Linked DNA regions of Mus musculus: all the other regions are linked to region 4. The links are chromatin contacts, called in public promoter capture Hi-C maps. All regions are on one chromosome and are shown on one strand. The core of a region is the stretch at or near the end of the contact, and the rest is flanking DNA. Distances in the headings are between cores, read along the strand shown. Region 1 holds the start of Ift80 (intraflagellar transport 80). Region 2 holds the start of Exosc8 (exosome component 8). Region 3 holds the start of 4930593A02Rik (RIKEN cDNA 4930593A02 gene). Region 4 holds the start of Slc33a1 (solute carrier family 33 (acetyl-CoA transporter), member 1).

Region 1 (5,828 bases), core at 3,053-5,552, 5.0 Mb before region 4:
CATAAAAATTTGCAATCATATACATAATAAAGGAAATCAAGTTATAAGTCCATCTTAGCATTAAAGTTCATTTATTCTTAAAAGGCTCCGTGTCATATTTAATTTTGGATTAATTAAACAACAGGTACTAGACTATCATGACTTATTGGCAATCTAATTCTCTAACTCAAATGTGCAACAGAATGAATTCAGAAGCAAAATTCTGATAGATGCTTCTGTGTAGTTAAATTTCTTTATATGTAAAACATCCCCACCAGCATCCAATTATCTGTTACTTTACTATGGGCACTTATTTTTTAAGGTTCTTTTCCGTTGCTTTTTGAACCATGAATTTTTCTAAGCTATTAAACAGATGCCTGTCCCCTACCATTTCAAAACATACTTCATCACGGTAGTTCAAACCTTAGAAAATTTCATCTCTCTCTCTCTCTCTCTCACATAGCTACTAATTATTACATTTTAGAGTCAATTATTGCATTTTAAAAATTAAAATGTTTATCCTAAAGCAAAAAAATGTACAACTTTTCAAATGAAGCCCATATTTATAGTGAGTGAATGCTGAATTAGCACTTAGGGCCCCTACATCACTGTATTCTTCCAAAAAGCTGAAGTAAATATGTTCACAGAAGCAAAATCCATTTCTTATTGCTCTAATTATACACAAAGTAAAATAAAGAACAATTCAGATCTACAATAACAAAATGTGGCATGTTTCCTTTTCTTGCTTGAAGGTGCAAGTAGAAAATCTTACCTTATCAATTATCTTTTGAAAATGAACTTCTACAGTACAACTCTGAATATCCTTGTGTTCATCAGAATTATGTATCAGTACCGATAGCTTTTTAGACCTTATTTTTTGTGCTCGATAGCCAAACACAAAAAGCATGGAATCAATAACATTGGATTTTCCACTGCCATTTGGTCCAATAATACAGGAAAAGCGCTGCATAAAAGTAAATTTTTAAAAATTTAAATAGTCACACTTAATACTAATTTTAAACTACTCCATAATTTAATTTGTAATAAAAATCAAAGGTATCATTAAAAGTTTTCATTAGAAGATAAACACTTTTTCTTTCTTTCTCTTTAGAAATAAAAGCAGTTTATTAAGAAAAGGAAAGCACCCTAGGAATGGAGTGGGCCAGGGAACTGAAGGAAAACACAATCTGAGTTTTCTTACATCATGTTCTTCAATAGCACAAGCTTCACCATTTAAATAAAAACCACCTTCAAATTCTAATCCCGACATTTTACAAAACTCATTAGCACAGTCAACGGGGAAAACATTCCCTTCTAACAAAAACAGATTCCATTCAATATGCAAATATTGCTAAAGATATACCAAAGACATCAGATAAAGAAAAACTCATTCCTGTTGTTGAAGTCACAGGCAACATACTGTCTGTGCGTCTATGAGCATATGTGTGTAAAGAGTCAGGACCGTTAGAACACTGAAATATCTTGTAATTAAAGATGTATTCCACGTTATCTGAGCAGGCAGTACCTTATGGAAAGGTCCCAGAACTTTCTCTCCAGCATAGGACTTGAAGTTTTGGTTTACAATATGAGTTATCATGAGACGAGGAGCTCCAGCTTCACTGGCCATGGCTGGAGGTGGGGGTGGAGGGATACTATTCAAAATCTCCTCTAAACTTCTGTTATCCAGCTCCTCACCTGGAGGCTCTAGGTTAAGGGAGAGGCAAAGAGGGGAAAGCCTACATTAGTGTAATTAGTTGAACGTCTATCATCTGCTAGTATTTAAAGAACACAATGGAGGGATGTTACTTAAAGAAACCTAGGAATTTATCTTCCATACAAACATATCCTAAACTCATGGGGATGGATAATCCTTCAGATTAGTTTTATGTAAAATAAAATTCGTGAAAGCAATCAGACCAGTCACAAAATGTGTGGTATACACATTGTACTTAGAGGAGTCAAAATACTCAATATACCATAAAGAAAACCTTGCAACAAACGGATTCCCTGATGCAGGAGATGCAACCCTAACAATCGAAAATCCAACTCTCCACATGGCTCAGCTTAAGAAACTCACAAACTTCAGTAACATGGTGACAGGAATTTCACAGTAGCTCTTAATTTCTACCCTCCGCCTGCTCTACGCTCTCAATTATACCTTCTCTTTAAAGGCAATCTAGGGGGCCCAGCAATTTTTTTCTTGTGTAGAACCCAAGTTTGGTTTTCAGCACCCACAATGGGATGCTCGAGGTTCATGCCCTCCAGGGGCACCTGCACTCATGTACATATGCCCGCGTCACCCAACACTGACACACTTTATAAAGTAAAAATTAGTATTGCGCCCCAAAAGACAATCCAACAGTAAAGGGCGAGTCACGCAACTCCACATCACATTCACTCCAGTCTAAGGGCGCAGAGGCGCTCAGCACCCATGCCGCTTTCAGCGGAAATATGAGAAAGAGGTCAGTACTACTCTAAAACACAGAAACTCACAACGCAAGTTTTCCGCTCACTCTCATATCTTCCAGAACCGTTAGAGCAAACTGCATGGAATTCCTCTGAAAACCAAAGAACGGCTTTCCGGAGCTTCCCAAATCAACCTGTCGTCGCCTGCGCCCCGCCACCCTCAGAGGGTCTCCACAGGCTTCCGACGCACGGGGATCCCGACCTGTCACTCACTTGCGGGTGCAGCGCTCTCCGCTTCGCCGGCCGGTTGCTCCATCTCTTCGTCGCTGTGGGCACCGTCCTGGGAGGGCGGCGGCCCTTCCTCCTGGTGGCAGGCAGTGGAGGGCTTGGTGCCCTTACGCCGCATGGTGGCTGCGGCAGAAGAGTCCCGAGTCAGGTCGGCCCGCAGCTCGCCGCTCAGGCCCCGCAGCAGCAGGACGGGCTCCGCCCAGGACCCACCCCGCCACCGCGTTCCCCAACGCCGCTAGCCAGTAGCGGGTCCCTAGGAAAGTGGCTACTAGGAACCCAGCAGTGGCAACCGGGCGGGACGGGTTTTCCCACGCCCCAGCTACGTGGGGAAACATAGCCGCGCCTGCCATCGCGCCCAGGACGGAGGAATTCGCTCAGGCCACCCCCGCCCCTGTGGAACCATCTCATAAGAGAAGGACGTCTGCTGACAAGTCTCCTCCCGTCGGGGCTGGGGAGTGAATGTGCTCGGAATCGGGGAGGGAGGGAGAGAGGTACAGAGTGGGAGAGAGAGAGAGAGACAAGTTCGTCCAGCTTCGGGGCTGCGTGGCTACTCTCCAGAGCAGCAGCGCCTGCCTGCCCGGGCGACTTGTCAACCCCCTCCCTTCTCCCCGCCATTTAGGTCCTGACGCCCGGACGGCCCTCGGAGAAGTCCAGGTCTCTTTTCCTCATCGCCCCAGCGGAGAGGATGGCCGAAGCCGGAGTCACCCGCCACACACTGCTGAACTGGACTCTGGCAGCGTCTGCTTGGGTTGGGTCACTTTCCGGGATAGTAGGGGGTCTAACCCTCCCGGGTCCGGGGCGGAGTCCCGATGGACGACAGTGTAAGCCATGCCAAGTGCCCAGGAGAGGCTCTGAGTGGGGCTGCAGTCCCCTTAGGAGACAGGACGGATCGGCCTGGGGGAGGGGACGCTCTGGCCGAGCCAGGCTCGCTGCCTCCCCCAGGAAGAGGCGCCGGAGCCGCCGCCCGGCCGCCGAGGGGGAGGGGTGACAGGCACGGGAGCTCGCCGAGCCGCCTCCGCCGCTCCAGCTCCAGGCCTTGGGGTTGCGGGCGCCCGCGGGGCAGGGAGGAGAAAGTGTGACAACCTGATCTAGAAGAGAAGGACTTCACCTGTCGGCGGGTCCACTCCGAGCCGGGCTGAAATGGTGGCACGGCCGACCCCCCGCCTCGCTCCTCCCGGTGTCTCGGCTCCGGGTCCTTCACTCGAAAATGGCGCCTAAAATCCAAACTCGAACGGAAATTCGTTACAAACGCGCGCAAGGGTTTCTGGGACCCGCGAATTTGAAAAAAAGTGCGGCGAGTCCCACCGCCATCTTCGGGCCGTTCGGGCGCATGCGCGGGCTCTACCCCAGGGACCGTGGCGCCGAGGGCCAAGTTACGACTGGGAAGGGAGAGCAAGCAGGGCTACGTCCTTTCTGTGGACTTTAACAGAAATGAGAGTTTCGCACTTCTAGAACGACAGCATTTGAAAAACTGGAGGAATTTGAAAAAGAAGGAAAAAAAACAAAACAAAACAAGCAGGGTCCCGCCTACAATTGTAGGCGGGTCCAAGTTGCCCAATAACACCTTCCAGGGAGAGGGCGGGCTCGGTTAGGGGCGGGGTCAAGAGCCCGCTCGGGTGACTGGCACCTAGCAAGTATCGCGGGAACATGGCAGGGGGAAACGCTCGCAGCGCTTAGAAATCACTATGGTGACGGAAAGGTCGGGAGGCTATTTGGTAACTAGTTCGAGCTCTGAGAGCAGTCGCCACCGCTTTCCTGGAACTTGAGGTAAATTTCTTCATCTCCAGAGCCTTTGAAGAAAGGGCTTGGAAGCGGTAGCGGTCATTAAGACCTAGCTTCTCTTGGTTAGATGGGATGAGCTTTGCGGGAGCATCAGTTATTTTCCATCTTCTTCCAGCCACCAGGGTGTTGATCTTGGGATGTGGAGTTTACAGGTAAAGCGAGGAAACCGGGATTATTGAGTTAACCTTGTAGTCCATTTATGAATAACAATGATTTTTGAACTATTTTGTGTAAGTGACACTACTGAAAGGTGTTGAGTTTAAATAACCATTTGGCCAGCAGGGCTCCTAGTGGGAGAAAGGATTCGCTGGTGATAACTAGTTACCGTTATGGGGGAATTAGTTCATAAGTAGCATTTGTCTTTGTTACACAGTGAAAGGAATAGCAAGGGTTGTTAAATGGATGCGGCAATTCCTAATCCCGAGCGGTTTAGTTTCCTTAATGGGCTTTTAACCTGAGTTTGAGGATAATGATGGTTGGGACAGAGTTTCTGACTCTCCGAAAATTGTATACCAAGTTTTGTGTGTTTTGGCATTGTTTTCCTGAATGTTTAGTGACCCTATAATTTTGAAAAACGGTCTGTATCACTCATCCTCCCCAATGTTAAAGAACCGCTGATTAATTTCGCTGCCCCCAGTAAGTATTTATACAGCAACTTTTAAATTGAGAGCTGTTAGCCTTTCTCTTTTTTTTTCCTCAACCTATTTAGGGTTTGGCATTTTAGAGCACCAATAAACCTTTTTTTTTTAAAAAAAAAGATTTATTTATTATTATAATCTAAGTATACTATAGCTGTCTTCAGGTGCACCAGAAAAGGGTGTCAGATCTCATTACAGATGGTTGTGAGCTACCATGTGGTTGCTGGGATTTGAACTCAGGACCTTCAGAGAAGAGCAGTCAGTGCTCTTAACCACTACTGAGCCATCTCTCCAGCCCACCAACCTTTAATGAATGAATTTACATTGTTCTAAAATATATTATGGCTTTGAGATGCCTAACACTTAGATTCAGTGATTCTCAGGAAGTGCTGGAGAGGACTACAAGTGTGGGAGTCTGGAGGAGTTTGGAGATTGGTGTGGTTTGAATAAACGTTTGCTAATATAATAATGTACCTTTATATTTCTAGTTGAAAATAAATTGTCTTCATAAAATAAATGTCACCATGAAGCTCAATGAATATTTTTTGGGGGGGGTATGGAGGACTAGTAGGAGTACCAAGAGGATAAAGGGATTCTTTTTAGGGGCTTCTGGAGTATTTTGTATTTTCAGAGGTTCTAAAATACAACAAAGCTGAGCGGAAGAGATACCTGCTATGAAAGAAGTAGACTGGGCCAGGGGAGATGTGTGGTGTTAGAAGCACTTACTGCTCTTGC
Region 2 (5,918 bases), core at 3,199-5,698, 9.2 Mb after region 4:
TGTTTTCCAGGCACCGGCATAGTCTCACAAGAGAGAGCTATATCAGGGTAATTTTAAATTTTTTTAAGACTGTAATTTCATATCTTTAATCAATGTGATTTCATCTGAGCATCAAAGCTTGACAGAGTATGTTATAAAGCCTCTAATGGATCTCTTTCTCTATTTATGACTACATACATACACATACACCTATTTTTAAAGACATCACAGAAATAAGTCTGCACACATTCACTGGCACGTAATCTATAATATGTCACCAAGCAAGAGAGAATTAAACGTTGGGGGAGGGGACATGAGGGAAATGACAGCTTCCTGGTTTGTCTGCTGCTGGAGGTAGCATGCTGCATGCTGAGCCTGCTTGCTGACAGCCAGCAGCTTGCTGAGCCATACACGGCCCAGGGCTGAGCAATGACTCCTACAGTGCACCTAGCCTGGGGGGTCTGTAACTGGTGACCCATTGTGGTTTTGACTAGAGATGTGACATCGAAAGAGAAGTGTGATACCTGTCTCTTTTCTAGGTAGTTCAGGGCTTCATCCATCATCACAGGCACTAAATGGAAAAAAAAAAATTATAGATTACTTTTGAAAATGAGTTAGCTAGCCCCAGCACACTCCACTTACACAGGGAAAAGTTATCTGTCATCTCCCAAGCCCCTGAGATGTCACCCAGGCCATTCTTCCCTGGAATATTTCTGGCCCTCATCAGGTTACTTCTCTAAGAACTTCAATCCTGCCATCTCCATTTCCCCTCTTTCTCAGTCTCAGCTCCAACTCTGTACTCCTCAGGGAGGGCAGACACTGCACACTTCCTCCTCTTCCCAAATGGCCCATTAGCAAACAAACTCAAATAGAACTTACACCGTTTCTCTTCATTGTAGGAAGGCACAACAACAGATAGCTGTTTCGTAGGCGAGTCCCAGATGCTGGGGAGAGCTTCCTTCTGGCCTTTGGCATTGAGGAAGAATTTCTCTTCCTCATGTTGGTAACATGGTGGCATTTTTGTAGCAGTTATAAACGCCACAATGGAAACCTAAAGGCAGACATGAAAAACAGCTTACACTGTTCTAATATTTGTTGTTCTAGAACATTGTTATTTGCAAAATTTGGGGAGGGGGATATGTAGTCTCGGGTTTGGTTCTAACAGTCCTGGAGGTGATTCTGCGGTTTCATGGCAGCCAGACTTGTAAAAATCCTCTTATAAAATGACGATTGTCCTTGTCCCCATTGGTAACGCACTAAAGGCTCCAGGAGGCCTTGTTTTCACCTCTTCTTCCTTGGGCCTCTGCTATGCCAAATCTAAGAGTCAGTCTACTCTTACAAATGGATAACACGGTACTACCTCCTGCCTGGAGTACATATGTGAGAGGACAGATCCGTATGTTAGCTAACAGGGAAGGACCAAACAGACTCAGCCTCTGAAGGAAAGGTTCCTTGGAGCCCACAGCAGGGACCATAATGCTTAAGAATGTATTCTGATACCTATCCTTAGTTAGAATTGAGAATACAGCATCTTCTAGAGTAACAAATAAGACTTGACGGCTACTGGGGCTGGAGAGATGGTTCAGTAGTTAAGAGCTCTGGCTCTTCTTGCAAGGAACTCAGGTTTGGTTCCCAGCACCCACACGGCTGCTCACAACCATCGATAATCCCAGTTCCAAGGGATCTGGCACCCTGTTCTGGCCTCTGGGGACTTGAGGCATGCACACATTGCACATACCTACACACATTCCCACAAAGCACTCATGTACAGAAAATAAAAATAAATACTAAGAAACAAACACCTGGGTGCCTTTTCCATGTGCTTGGGAAATGACCCTTAATTTATATCACTGTTTTCAGTGGTGAACTTTAAAACCAAAGCTCCCCATGTATGCAATTGTACTCATCCTGCTTTGATGACTCTCTCTAGTACCCCACCATGTGTGTACGGGGGAGCAGCCACAATGGAAATTAAGACGAGGGCTCAGTGGTTGAGAGCACCGGCTGCTCTCGCAGAGGACCCAGTTCAGTTCCCTGCACCCAATGTAGCGGCTCTCAACTGACTGCTTGAAAGTACAGCTCCAGGGAACCCAAAGTCTCTCTGGCTTCTAAACTTACGCATACACACATACACACTTAAAAATAATAAAAATAAAAACACAGTATGGCGGCGTGCTCTACTGTCCAGATTGTGACTTCTGAATTCAGTTTTCCAAAGAGCAATCGATTCTCCTAAGAAAACTATTAATCCAGGTCTGGGGTGGGAAGGTGTATTATTAACACAGCATATCATAGAGAAAGCAAATTCCATCTGTACCCACGAGGGCTGCATGAAAGGGAACAGGTACAGGGGGTCACTTGAGGACAAGTAGGTGAGTCACTTGAAGGCATTTCTCAGACCTGTGAAAAAGAAACTTCAGCATCGAAAGAATAATCACTACACTGAATGAAGACAGAAAAATTTACGTCTGTAATAACGCAAAAGTAAAACTGGCCACCCTCTTAAGATGTCAGGGGAAACATCTCATCATTTTTAAAAAATGTGTGCTTTCATATGTGAAAGTGTTTCTGGTGATTGGGTACCTGAGGACTTTTCATTTAAAAAAAAACAAAACAAAACACTCCAAAGCCCATCAAAAAGACACACGTGAACTTAATTAAATCTCAAGATCCTACAAGAAATGTGGAGGGCAAGTTAAAGATGCTTAGGAAGGCGTCTGTGAAATCCATACTGGCGCCAGGTGTGGTGGTGTGCACCTTTAATCCCAGCACTTGGAAGGCAGAGGCAGGCAAATTTCTGAGTTCGAGGCCAGCTTGGTCTACAGAGTGAGTTCCAGGACAGCCAGGGCTACACAGAGAAACCCTATCTCGAAAAAAAACCAAAACCAAAACCAAAAAAAAAATCCACACTGGCAAACTCCATACTGGCAAACTCCGAGTATTTAAATTGACAGGGTATTTGGAAACACAGAAATAACAGGTTTTAAAGACGGTTGGAATTAACTTATTACAGTAAAGTTTTAGAAGGAAGTCCTTATAGAAATAAATGCAGATGATTTAGAGATGAAATGTTATTTGGAATTGTTTTAAATTTATTTTCAAAAGTGGGCGGAGGCCGAGCATGGTGGCGCACGCCTTTAATCCCAGCACTCGGGAGGCAGGCGGATTTCTGAGTTCGAGGCCAGCCTGGTCTACAAAGTGAGTTCCAGGATAGCCAGAGTTATACAGAGAAACCCTGTCTCAAAAAAAAAAAAAAAAAAAAAAAAAAAAAGTGGGCGGAGAGAAAGAATGCCAACAGGCAGATGGAAAGTAGGCTTCAAGATGCAACGCACTGCACACCAAGTGCAACATGCTTGCAGTAAAATAAAGGGTACCTCTACTCGTTCAAGCCAGTGGGATCTAGTACAGTCCACACAGCCTCATCGTGCACACACAGTCAGCTAAGTCTGTATAAAGGATTCAAAGTAAAGTGGCCACAACCCGGAACGTGGCCAACAAAGTTCAGATTTGTTCCAAGCCTTTAAAGAAGGCATTTTAGTGAGAGAGGGCGCCTGGCTTCACCGGACACACAGCGACAGTCATCTGGCTACACCACTCCAAGACTGTGCATGTGCACATGTACATTGGCTAGGTGGCAGAGGCCTTTCTGGCCACCTGTCTCAATACAGGCAAGCTTTTCAGAATCTGCTTTCTGAATGAGTTACAGGCTCCTTTTCAAACTATGTGGCAGAGTTTAGTTGGCAAATATGTCCTCTTCTACATAATCAGAAGGGGTCTGCCACGTTTCTACAGGAATGGCAAAGAAAACGCTAAGGTGCCTGATTCTCAAGCAAAAAAACCCAAAACAAAACAAAAAGACCCCTGGCCAAAATGAATAGAACGCCGTCTGGGCCTATCTTTTGCTGACCCATCGTCCCTAGCCTTATGGATCGGCCGCTCTTTCCAGCTGCAGTGCATATGGGAGCCCCAGGAAGAAGACTGGGGAGTGGCGTGGAGGGGTGACAGGCGGGGGTTCAGAAGCAGGAGCCCCGAAAAGCTGGGCGGAGGCTCTGGGCACTCAAATAGGGTTCCAAAGGGGAACAAAGGTTCAAAGGATTTCAGGGAATCTGAGGCCAAGGGAGCCAAGCACGCGAGGGAAGCGCGGAAGGGACACCCGGAGCACCGGACTCCACCACGGTCTCACCAGAATGAGCGCGGCAGCCGCCAGCGCCACGCCGAGCCCCAGCAGCTGCAGTAGCAGCGTAGCCATCCCGCAGCTCCACACTTGCGGAAGCGCGGTGCGGCGCCGCGCCCCGCCCCAGCCGGCCCCGCAGGAGAGGCCGGCCTAGCCCTCGCCCGCCGCCCGCAGCGCCCCCGCCTGGCCGTGCCCCGCCACGGCAGGAAAGCCGAGGCCTCCCCGCAGCGCCCCCGCGCGGCTCCGCCGAGGACTGCAGGCCGGTCACCGAGTGCGGCAAGTCAAAGCCCTGGACCTGTGCACTGGCTTCACCCCTCGCGCCGTGCAGAGCAGCCATCTAAGGATGCCCGGCGCCGTGGAGGGTTTTAGGGTCACCCCCTTTTCATCTCGTGCGCCTGCGTGTGTGTGGGAGTGTGTTCGTGCACAAGCGCGCGGGCCCGTGGGACCCCGCGAGATTGGCGACTAGCGGGACGCTCGGGGTGGCCGGAGCTGGCGTTAATGCCTCGGGCGCAGGAACACGGTAGCTGCACTTCCCTAACCCAGGATCCCTCCGAGTGCCCTGGGCTGGAGGCACGCCTGGCGACCGGAGGGCGCAGGCGCGGAGGGCTGCGCAGGCGCAGAGCGGGCCGGAAAAATGGCGGCTGGGTTCAAGTGAGTGGCGGCGCGCGCAAAGAGGGCCCGGGTGCGGGTGTGGCGCGCGGCGGCGGGTGGGGGCCCCCCCGAGGACTCGCGGGGCCGCGGGAGGGCTCTGCCCACTCGAGGCGCTGAGGGACACTGCATCCAGGACGGCCCGGACCTCTTAGCCGAGGGCCACGCCGCTCTCCACGCAGGGCCGCCCTCGGAAGGGACTGGGAAAGCGTTGGGCGCGCTCTGGTTAAACCCGGAGCCGCCCACGCGTGCAGCCTGCAAACTCGCGTCTGCGGTGCGTGCACCGTACCTACCTGCAGTCACTTGTGGCCGCGGGTCGGCGAGGAGGCCAAACGTATGTACAATACACTCTTCCGTGGTAAAGTTGTGGATGCTGGCGAGTGTGGTTTATAACGGCGCGAAGTCACGCTAAGGTCCCTGCTTCAGAGCACGAGTGATGTGACTGACACCCAGGTTGACCCTCTTCTGGGTGTGCCAAGGGCCTCTGTTCCTCCTGACTATGGCACAGTTAAGGTCACCGCTGGAAACCGGTTGCTGCTGTGTGGCTTTTATAAATACGGGCCACACAGTTTCAAACGCCTGAGCCTGTCGAGATCACGCCTCAGACACCACACTCTCAAGTTCTGGGTTTCTGCTTTAGGACGCACTGACTGAGACACGTTTTAAACATTGTTTCAGAACTGTGGAGCCGCTGGAGTATTACAGGAGATTTCTGGTGAGTGAAGGTGGTTTTGTACGTTAGAGCTGTGGGTAAAAACACCAAGCTTCGGTTCATTTAAATGAATGAGGCTTAATGCTGCGTACCCGAAATACATCTATGACCCGTTTCCTTATAAACATTTAGAAGGAAAACTGCCGTCCTGATGGAAGAGAACTTGGTGAATTCAGAGCCACAACTGTCAACATAGGTGAAGATAAACTTCCTTTTAGTTGGGTGGGACATCCTTGGTGTCACGTAGTTTTTCAGCCAGCTCTACTATGTCTAACGCAATCGGGTGATGTTAAGAGATTTTTATCATCACACCAACCTTGTAGTTGATCTAAACTTTAGTTCAAATTGGGAGACCGAAGAAAAAGATGAAAAAACGTTAAGTAGTAATATCATTTTCAAGTCACT
Region 3 (5,251 bases), core at 262-2,761, 5.3 Mb after region 4:
CCCCTAAGGAGCTGAGTTTATAGGCCTGCAGTCTGGACATTTCCCAAACCTCGGAGATCCTTTGCCCTGCCTGAGCGGTTTACCACTCCTGCTTCTGTCCTAGAATTTAAATGAGTAAGAACTCTTCTCAGGACAGTGGCTGGCATACACAAAGGGAATATTTGCAGGGTGATTAGGTGGCATGTATCACTAAGTTTTTCTCTACAACTTTAGATAACCCAGTTACTCATGAAGTCTTTCTAGATTACAAAATTTAACTTTGTTTTTTTTTCTTTGAGCAGATTCTATTCATTGACTCTAATAATAAATATTCACTGTTATTTTTAAACTACGGCTATCATTTACAAGGTGGCTATGATGGATGAGGTTCTACAAGAATGGCACAGAGAAACTCAAATTGTTTAAATTCACTTTTACAGAGTAGGAGACTGGAGCCAGGAAGGTGGCTCAGGAGGGTAGTGGTGCCTGCATCAAGCCTGCCAACTTGAGAAAGTCGACTCCCACAAACCTGTCCTCTGACCTCCACGTGTGCACACAAGACAGTCACAAACTAAGTCAGGATATTAAAAAGAATTTCGCTCGAAGTCACAGGGCACTATTTTACCCTATCCTGACTAATCTCTGTTTTCCTACAAAGAGTATCAATACTAGCTTTTTCCAATTCCAGTGTCATCAGTTCAGGCATAAAACGCTTGCCATAGCAATTGTGTGCAGGGTATGTCCATTATACGGTTCACTCCAAACTCTCAGGCGCTCTCTAATTCTGGGGTTCTGAATGGTGAAGAGTACCTGGAAATAAGTTTTACTGAGACTAGGGGAACCCTCGGAGAGTTCTCTTATTGCTAGACCGGAAGGTAGGCTGTAGATGTCCCCTGTCCCACCCCCACCACACTTAAGGTTTATTTTTATTTATGGGCATGTGTGTATATAATGTGTACTGGTACCAAATGGTATCAGATCCCCTGGAGCTGGGGTTACAGGCAGTTGTGGGTGCTGGGGACCAAAGTCTGGTCCTCTAAGAGTAGTATGTTGAGGCGTCCCTCCAGCTCCCGTGGGTGCCTTTTACACCTCTAAGATGGGGATCTTAGAGACTTTCCATATGTCGGGTGTACAAAGACAACTCAGGAAGAATCCAGCACCAATCCTGTCAAGCTGAGGGTTGGTAAGGGGTAGGTTGACCTCACCCATTTCCTTCTTCCCAAAGCCCCAGGTAAGTAAGCTAAAAGCCTAAGGTTTGGACCAGGACTAGACGTTAAGGACTCAGGCACCAGAGGGTCTCCTGTCATTTGGGGCCTCACAAACCCAACCCACGTGTATGGTATTCCTTGGAGGTTTTAATTCTCCATCGAGTCAGAGTTGTCAAAGAGGTTCAGGTTCTCTCAATCAGAGGCGGCCAATTCCAAGAAGCTTTCGCCAGTGGGCTTTCGAAGGAAAACCTAGCGTTAAGGTCCCAACCACTGAAGAGCCCACCCTCGTACCTAACTGCCGGGCCACACCCGAGGCCTTCGCGCGGCTCCCGCCCGACTCCGGGTCCCGCCCCCGCGTGTCAAGCTACCGGCCGAGTAGCCTGATCGCCAGCTGCTCCAGCGCGTCAATGGCTAAAAGAAACGTGGGATTCCGAGCCCCGCCCCCCGCCCCGCCCAGCCCCGCCCCGCCCCCGGCGCACTCGCGCGCCCTCCACGCCCACGCCGGGCCAGCAGTTGCCCTTCTAGCTGGAGTCGGTGCGGGTCGGCGTAGGTCCCCTGGGAAGGGTCGGGAGACTCGGGCTACGTCCTTTCCCTGGGCTGCCGGCTTCCACTGTCGCAGAGAAGCGACCCCACGCGGCGGCGATCGACTCATTCAAGGGCTCCCAGCGAGGAAACCGCTCGGGCGCTGCCAGCTGGGTCGGGCGGAGCTGCGCGGGCCGCAGGGTGGCTCTGCCAGTCCCTGAGTGCCGGGTCGGCCGCACACGTGTCTTAGCGTCACGTCCGCGCGCGCCCCCGGGGCTTGCGTCAGCTGCCGCTCCTGAAGCGAGTGGGCCAGGGCTCTGCGCACCAGAACGCCGCCGGAGGAGGGCACCGCACGGCCGCGAGCCCCGAGAGCGACGACCATCCGGGTGCCGCCGAGAGGATCGGCGCGGTCCGGTCCCCGCCCTCCCGGTGCCGGTCGGGTCCGCGCTGGGTCCCCCGGGCTGGGCGCCGTGGCGTTGCCCCGGAGCCCGCCACCCGCGGGGCGCGCACCGCCTTAACCCGGGCGGCCCCGCGGCAGGCAGACGCCCGCAGGTCCATGGTGGGCTCGGAGCGCGATGAGCCGCCCGTCCTCCACCGGCCCCAGCGCTAACAAACCCTGCAGCAAGCAGCCGCCGCCGCCTCAGACCCCGCACGCCCCGTCCCCGGCTGCGCCCCCGGCCGCCGCCACCATCTCGGCAGCGGGCCCCGGCTCGTCCGCGGTGCCCGCCGCGGCAGCGGTGATCTCAGGCCCCGGAGCCGGCGGCGGGGCCGACCCGGTGTCCCCGCAGCACCACGAGCTGACCTCGCTCTTCGAGTGCCCGGTCTGCTTTGACTATGTCCTGCCCCCCATTCTGCAGTGCCAGGCCGGGCACCTGGTGTGTAACCAATGCCGCCAGAAGTTAAGCTGCTGCCCGACGTGCAGGGGCGCCCTAACGCCCAGCATCAGGAACCTGGCTATGGAGAAGGTCGCCTCGGCAGTTCTGTTTCCCTGTAAGGTAAGTCCAGCCACCATCCGCAGATCTGCCAAGGAACCTTCCAGAGTTCCGGTGCCCTCCAGCGCACTTGAAGGCCCTAAGAGGCGAATGGCATTTCACTGTTTCCATCTGTCTGTCTGTCTTTCTCCTCTCCTCTCTCTCTCTCTCTCTCTCTCTCTCTCTCTCTGTCTGTCTCTCTCTCTCTCCTCCCTCTCTCTCTCTCTCTCTCTCTCTCTCTCTCTCTCTCTCTCTCTCTCTCTCTCTCTCTCTCTCTCTCTCTCTCTGGCGCACTCTCTCTGTCTCCGGTGTGTACGTGTGTGTACCTTGTCTATTGTTTCCAGGCCAACCTGTCCATTTTGGGAACTAGCAACTAGGGTTGACGTTTGCCGGAGCACTGACTGTAGATAAGTTGGCACTTGATGACGGTTTAGAAGCATCCCAGCTCTCCCAGCCAAGTGCCGCCGCGTCCACCGCAGGGGTGTGCTCTATAAAGCCTGGGCAGCTTAATGTGAACAGGGAAGCTGGCAGTGGAGATTGTGGAGGAAGGAAGCGGACGGTTTCCAGCGCTGAGCTTGGCGAGAACGGTCCTGGATTCCTCCTGGACCCAGTGCCCAAGATCTGGAGCACTTGAGAGAGCGCTTTGTAAGGGGAAGCGGATACTGCCTGCTTAGCACGGGAGCCCAGAAAACCCAGCAAGCCACGCCTTCTCTCAGCTTCCCAGACTTGCGGAGGACTCAGAAGTTGTAGCTGCTGTTTGGTTTTTGTTTTGGTTTGTTTGTTTGACTAACTGCGATGAACTCGAGTCCACAAGGACTCAACGCAGACACTTAAGAGCGTTATTAGTTCTCTCTCCAGTGACAGCATTTTATTTAGTTGCCTGTGCTGGGGGGTGGGGTGGGGTGGGCAAACCACAAGTCAAAGTCCGAGCTCTCATTCCCATGGCTCCAATGGTTTGTTTAGGACCTGTGTTTACATCCTCACGGCTAAATTAATGGAATCATGCATGTCTATATCTGAAAGCTTCTTTTTTTTAATACTCACAGAGATAGTGTTTTTTTTTTCCTCTGCCAACCAGGTTTACTAATAATATCCTCACCTGAAACTTGACTTGATCTCCTGTATTTTAAATGACTGATAGCATTACATTGTGTGGTTCTGCTATAACATCCTGTTGCCAACACTGAAACCCTTACAAAACTCCCCACAGTCTCATTTATATGCCTCTTTCTAACCTAGACCTCTGTCAAGGAGTTCATTTTCTGAACTTATAGGTGGGAATAATGTTAATATTTCTGAGATTTTTTTTAATGAAAGTAATTGTTCTACCTGAGACTGTTTTGTCTTGCCTATCTCCTTAGTGATTAATTTTTAGGGCAAGAGCTGTTTTAAATTAAAAATAGCTCACTGGAAATTTTCGTTTTAGGCTTCATAGTCAAGTCAGTAAAATGAGTGAGTTACTTTGGCCTTCTGCCCAGCTACAAACCCAATTAAAATAGCTTATTCAAATAAGGGTTTAGGCTATAGGGTCAGCTTATTAACTTGCTTGCCTTTAGCCCCACCCCAGGTCCTGCTTACTAATTCACTCAACTCAGGTGCTGCATCTGGGCAATTCGGATAAAATAGTTTCATGCCGCCCCCTTTTATTGGAAGCAGATTTTCCCCCTCCTATAATACAACCTGATTATAATTTCCCCTCCCTCTGCTCCTCCCAGTTCCTTCCCACCTCCCCTTGCATTCTGATCCCCCTTTCTGTCTCTCATTAGAAAAGAATAAGCTTCTAAGGAATGGTAACGATAAGGAAAGGAGCCAGAGAAGGCACAGCCAGAGACCCACTTGTTCTCCCATTCTGGAAGCCGTAATATACACCCAGAGGACCCTGTGCATGCTGTGTGTCAGCATCTGTCCTCCATCACTGTGCCTCGCTCAGGATAAACTCTTTCTAATTCTATTTACCTGCAAATGGCATTCTTCTTAATGACTGAGTAATACTCACTGTGTAAACCGTTCCACACGTTCTCTATCCATTCTTCTTTAGGGAGACATCTAGGAATTATGAACATGTCTGAACGAGTGTCACTGCGGTAGGAGGAAGCACCCTTTGGATATGTGCCCAAGAGTGGTAGAGCTGAGTCTTGAGGTAGATCCCCATCTTCCTGAGGAACCACCACACTGATTACCACTGCGGCTGTGTGAATTCACACTCCTCCCAACAGTGCATGGGTGCTCCTCTTATTCCACATCCTCACCGGCATGAGGCTGTCTCTTGTGTTACTGAACTCAGCCATTCTGACAGGCAGAAAATAGAATCTCAAAGTCATTTTGATTTATATTCCCCTGATGGCTAAGGATGCCAAACATTTCTTAAGGTGTTTCTCTGCCACTTTACGTTTCCCCCGTTGAGAATTCTCTGTTTAGATCTGTATCCCATTTTGAAAAATTGGATTATTTGGTTTGTTGACACCTAGTGTGTTGAATTCTTTATATGGTTTAGGTATTAGCCCTCTGTCAGGCGTGGAGTTGGTGAAAATCTTTCCCAGTTCTATCGTCTGCATTTTGTCTGAATGACGG
Region 4 (5,299 bases), core at 222-2,721:
AAAAAAAAAAAAAAAAAAAAAAAGAAAAGAAAAGAAAAGAAAAGAAAATCAGAAACAAAAAGGAGAGATAGTCCATCCCTTAATCTCAGCGTTCAGGAGTAAGAGGCAGGTGGATCTCTGTAAGATCAAGTCCAGCCCGGTCTACAGAGTGAGTTTCATGCCAGTAAGGACCATACAGTAAGATCCTGTTGAAAAAAATAGAGACTTTTGGTCTCACATAGATAACACTATAAACTGTTTTCCACTCCAATTTTTGAGACAGAGACTTGCTATATATCCATGGATGGCCAGGAACTCGTTTTATAGACTAGTCTGGATTACAAGCATGCACCACCACAACCAACTCTGTTCCTCTCTTTAACAAAGATTAGAAGACTTCATGGTCACTGTGTTCTTTCATTGAAGTATATCAGACTAGGTGTGGTGGCTCATGTATAGAATCCTAGGACTCTAGAAGTTAAGGCAGGAGTATGGCCATAAGTTTGAGACCAGCCTGGGTACATATGCTAGCTTATGTAACCCAGGACTCAGTATCAATACAATGAAAATGAAAGACGAATAATAATAATAATAATAATAATAATAATAAGCAAAGTCTCACATTTCTATGACCATACAAGAGCTGGAGAGAAGGGGGAGGAGAGGAAAAGGAAGGACCCAGGGAGAAATGAGAAGAGAACATGGGAAATTAGCTAAGTGGTTAATAAGCTGTAGAAATCAGAAAAGTGGGAAGGCAGCAAATCCACAAGGGAATTTATGGTTTGTTTTTGTTTTTAATGAAGAAAGCATGTACTATTACACTTGAAATGGCATTTGAAAAACTGGCCAATTATGAATCCAATAAAATTCTTGGAAAACTTATTTCTTTGTTATCACTGAAATACTAAATCTAGTATCTCAACATTTCAAGCTCTAAGAGCTTCCAACGATTCACCAAAACTCGAAGAAGTGCGTCGTTATGCACTTAAAATGCATAACCATGGATGACATGAAAGGAGAAAGGTGGTTTCGAGACGTTTCCATTGGCAAAAAAATAAGATGCAGCAGACTGAAATTTACCTCCTTCACTCTGTGTATCTAGCGTTCCCCTACATTTCTTCCTTGACATTGGGGGAAATGGACAGCCTTATTCGTTCTGTGTATTAGGTAGGAGTGTTTCCATTTAGTCGGGCATAAAGGACCCACAACCTGACACCAAAGCTTAGTAACTGCAGGTTCACAAAGCAGCATTATTACCCAACTACAAGCCTGGAAGTTATGTACTGAATTAAATAAGTACAAACTCGCCTACAGACCTTGTGCAATGTTATCACCAAGGCCTAGGCCAATCCAGAAAACCCGCGCTCACGTGGCGACGAGGGCCCAATGGCCGAGGCACACGAGTTCCATGCAAGCGCATGCGCAAACGGAACCGGGTTTGTTAAGACGTTCCGTCCTGGACGCTCGGTACGCTGGCGTTATTCCTCCCTCGGGGTTAGAATCGAGGGAATTAATGGTTCCTAGCAAACGTTGCTCGCGGTCGCCGCCACCGGAACTTGTTCTGATTCGCTGGCTCCGTCGGGAGGCACGGAACCCATTTTGGCAGGGAACCACTTCCCGAAGCGCGAGGCAGGAAGTTATCCTTTACCTCTGGTGTCTACTGAGGAGGGTGCCCGCTGCAGTGTCAGCTGGTGGACGGGCAAGAGAGCGTTCGAGTCCCCGCTGCAGTTAAGAGCCAGACTCCGTCGCAGCGCCACGGCACGCTCCGCCAGCCTCAAGCCGGGTGCGGCTGCACGGGGAGCTCTTGCCGGCTCCCTGAAGTCGCTCCTGTGGGCAGCGACCCAGGCTTCGCCTGGGCCACCTGCCAGGGATCTGGCTCCCTGCTGCAAAACAGCGACCAGTCTCTCCGCGTCCGCCCTCCCGGCGTTGAACCACCGTGACCCGGGTCCAGAGAGACTGCCTTGGACCTGGGACTAGACTGATCAAAACGCCAGCCTCAGGCCCCCACACACCGGGCTCTGCGTCGTCTCTGATATGTCACCGACCATCTCCCACAAGGACAGCAGTCGGCAGCGGCGGTCAGGCATGTTTAGCCACGCTCTGGATATGAAGAGTGGCCCGCTGCCACCGGGCGGCTGGGATGACAGTCGCCGAGACTCGGTGGGCGGGGAGGGGGACCGGGAAGTTCTTCTAGGTGATGCCGGCCCTGGTGACTTACCTAAAGCCCCGCGGAGCTATAGATCCGAACTAAGTAGCATTTTGTTACTACTCTTTCTTTACGTGCTTCAGGGCATTCCCTTAGGCCTGGCGGGGAGCATCCCCCTCATTTTGCAAAGCAAAAATGTTAGCTATACAGATCAGGCTTTCTTCAGTTTTGTCTTCTGGCCATTCAGTCTTAAGTTGCTCTGGGCTCCCTTGGTTGATGCCGTCTACTTTAAGAACTTTGGTCGTCGCAAGTCCTGGCTTGTCCCTACTCAGTATACACTAGGAATCTTCATGATATATTTATCCACTCAAGTGGACCGTTTGCTCGGAAATATTGATGGCAGAACACCGGATGTAGTTGCTCTCACTGTGACATTCTTCTTGTTTGAATTCCTGGCTGCCACACAGGACATCGCTGTGGATGGTTGGGCATTAACTATGTTATCCCGGGAAAACGTGGGCTATGCTTCGACATGCAATTCTGTGGGCCAAACAGCTGGCTACTTTTTGGGCAATGTTTTATTTTTGGCTCTTGAATCTGCTGACTTTTGTAACAAATACTTGCGGTTTCAGCCTCAACCCAGGGGAATCGTTACCCTTTCAGGTAGTGTACTTAAAACTATTATACTGTTAGGTTTATTTTATGCTTATGAATGCTTTTGATGAAACATCAGATGGGAGCTCTCATTTGTTTGCATACATTTTTTACTTTTAATGATGCACAAGATATTTTACTTCATTTCCCTTTCAAATTAACACAATATTGGATTCCATTATGAGATTTTCATACTTTGCTCACAATCACTTCCATAACACAGCCTTGTTCTCTACATCTACCTCCTAGTCGTCTTCCTTTAAACAGTTCACACACACATTTTTCTTTTCCTTCCAGATTCTTTCTAGAAGAGAAACCATTTGATGTTTGTCCTTCTGCTTGCTTTTGAATTTTTTCTGAATTCTGTTTACAGGATTTTTAAAAGGCTCTATATATCCAGCTTGAGACACAGTCCTGCTTCACCCTCCCGAGTGCTAATATTACAAGCATGTGCCACTACAGCTGGCTTTTTAAATTTTACTGGGAACTTATATGATAGATACCTAAGTATGTTTTCTGTTTTATTAAAGTGTGCTTCTTTCAAGTATTCCTTATGTCAGCCTATTAACACAGTCATATTGATCAGTACTCTTTAGTGAATAGGAAAAAAGCAACCGATAGAATCACAAAATTTCTGAATTAAAGATCCATGGACATTTGCCTGACACAGAAGTATACATTTTAAAATGTGGGTCATATGGTTCACATTTTTTCTTTTGTGTTTTGGTGAATGTTTTCTTGCTTTTCAATCTTTTTCCACCTTTATTTCACAAGTAGTCCCCATTTACCCATCTACTGAATGGGAAGAGTATTTAATATAAGCATTCTGGAATTGGCTAAGTGGCAGGATTCTGAGGACCTACTGCAAATAAAGACTGTCTGTGCAAACTAGGAACAGTAGAGATGAACATTGCTGAGGCCCAGAATAGCCGGCCAGTGACCATGGTAGAGATAACAGTTGACTTTATTATTAGTTAAACCTTTATGTAAGCTGGTGTGATTTTTTTTTCTTTTTATTTATTTATTTTTGGTATAACTGGAATTTGAACTTTGTTCTCCAGAAGATTCTAAAATAGCTTACTTTAATTAATTTCTATCCATAGTTGACTTATGATTTAGTCTAAAACATTTTAAGTTAAAGAGTTTTTAATTTTAATGCTTACACATAACCACATTACTAGTTTTGAGGTTTCTGTAATTTGGTAATAACATAACTATATTCTGTGTATTCTGTTTCTGTTTGTGTGTTCCTGGTTCTGGGAAATGAACCTAGTACTTCTACATAAAAGGGAAGCCATCTTCTACTGTGCTAAGTCTCAATCCCATTATTAACCAGTGGGACTTTTTCCTTTTTTTCCTCTCTCAGTGCTAGGAATCTATTATTGACCTTTGTCTAGCCCCTAGTTTTCAACAAGAGTCTAGACTGGTCTTAGACTTCTATTCCCTAAGGACACATATAGTTAATTATGTACACCACCATGCCCAGTTTAACTACCTAGTGGTTCTGAGGAATTTAAAGAATGTGGAATCATAAGGAAATATCGTTGCCTAGGTAGTTAAAGAGAAGATAAAAACAGTATCTAGAAAATCTGTGTATTGGAAACCGTAACTTGAAACAAAGAAAACAGCCAAGGGTTTGAGGATGGTTCTGCTGATAAAAGGTCTTGTTGCTCTTGCAGACGTTTTAAGTTTGGTTCCCAGCACTCATATGGTGGCTTACATCCTTCTGTAACTACAGTTTTAGGGGATTTAGTACCCTCTTCTGGCCTCCACAGACACCAAGAATGCAGAGTGCATGTACTTACATTCAGGCAGAATACTAGTACACATGAACATAAACCTTTTAAAAACATTGTAATTCTGTAATTAATTATGGATACTACAGAAGGAATATACTGAGGAATGGTTTGGACATTTAAAAAGCAGTGCTCTATAGACAGCAAATTGAGAACAGGAAGATGGGATGAGATAAGATCTGGAGGAAACAACCTTGGTTATATTGACTGCTTTTTTATAGCTTCATAACAGTTCTGAACCTTTTCTCTCATTCCATTTGTTTTCCAAGAACCTCTAGAGGCAAAGACAGACCCTTAAACAGCGAGGAGTAAGTAATGAACAGGACAGAAGGATGACAGATGTGGCTTTTCCTTCTCTATAATGAGAAGAATGTTGTCAAGAGGCTATTTACAGATAGATGGGCCAGGCAGTGGTGGTGCACACCTTTGATCCTAGCACGAGGGAGGCAGAGGCAGGCGGATTTCTGAGTTGGAGGCCAGCCTGGTCTACAGAGTGAGTTCCAGGACAGCCAGGGCTACACAGAGAAACCCTGTTTAGAAAGAAAGAAAGAGAGAGAGAGAGAAAGAAAAGGAAAGAAAGAAATGAAGGAAGAAAGAAAGAAAAGGAAGGAAGGAAAGAAAGAGATAGATGGACTTGGAGTTAGGTATTTGTAACTGTTAATATGATATTTTGTCTATAGTTGGTAAGAAGTTAGTGGAATCCTCAAGGAAAACCTTAAGATGG

The links. Promoter capture Hi-C pulls out the DNA fragments that hold promoters and counts their contacts.
Region 1: a promoter capture Hi-C map of pre-B cells shows a contact between it and region 4. The contact joins the promoter of Ift80 here to the promoter of Slc33a1 in region 4.
Region 2: a contact with region 4 is called in a promoter capture Hi-C map of pre-B cells. The contact joins the promoter of Exosc8 here to the promoter of Slc33a1 in region 4. A contact is called at or near these places in 1 of 39 promoter capture datasets (pre-B cells) and 2 of 484 Hi-C or Micro-C datasets (CD4 T cells and CD8 T cells).
Region 3: a promoter capture Hi-C map of pre-B cells shows a contact between it and region 4. The contact joins the promoter of 4930593A02Rik here to the promoter of Slc33a1 in region 4. A contact is called at or near these places in 1 of 39 promoter capture datasets (pre-B cells) and 1 of 484 Hi-C or Micro-C datasets (CD4 T cells).

The regions. Positions count from the first base shown.
Region 1 is chr3:69,003,044-69,008,871 of GRCm38.p6, reverse strand. It overlaps Ift80 (intraflagellar transport 80), which reads left to right and starts at 4,302. Exons shown (of 20, transcript NM_026641.2): 1 at 4,302-4,440. Smc4 (structural maintenance of chromosomes 4) reads right to left here and starts at 4,134. Exons shown (of 24, transcript NM_133786.4): 1 at 3,782-4,134; 2 at 2,659-2,796; 3 at 1,505-1,683; 4 at 752-943. The coding sequence starts at 2,791.
Region 2 is chr3:54,733,894-54,739,811 of GRCm38.p6, reverse strand. Exosc8 (exosome component 8) reads left to right here and starts at 4,448. Exons shown (of 11, transcript NM_027148.3): 1 at 4,448-4,804; 2 at 5,480-5,516; 3 at 5,646-5,709. The coding sequence starts at 4,788. It overlaps Alg5 (asparagine-linked glycosylation 5 (dolichyl-phosphate beta-glucosyltransferase)), which reads right to left and starts at 4,273. Exons shown (of 10, transcript NM_025442.3): 1 at 4,163-4,273; 2 at 859-1,030; 3 at 504-550. The coding sequence starts at 4,228.
Region 3 is chr3:58,688,849-58,694,099 of GRCm38.p6, reverse strand. 4930593A02Rik (RIKEN cDNA 4930593A02 gene) reads right to left here and starts at 1,511. Exons shown (of 9, transcript NR_045167.1): 1 at 1,479-1,511. It overlaps Siah2 (siah E3 ubiquitin protein ligase 2), which reads left to right and starts at 1,712. Exons shown (of 2, transcript NM_009174.3): 1 at 1,712-2,704. The coding sequence starts at 2,285.
Region 4 is chr3:63,960,905-63,966,203 of GRCm38.p6, reverse strand. Slc33a1 (solute carrier family 33 (acetyl-CoA transporter), member 1) reads left to right here and starts at 1,471. Exons shown (of 6, transcript NM_015728.5): 1 at 1,471-2,788. The coding sequence starts at 2,014. It also overlaps a transcript of Gmps not described here.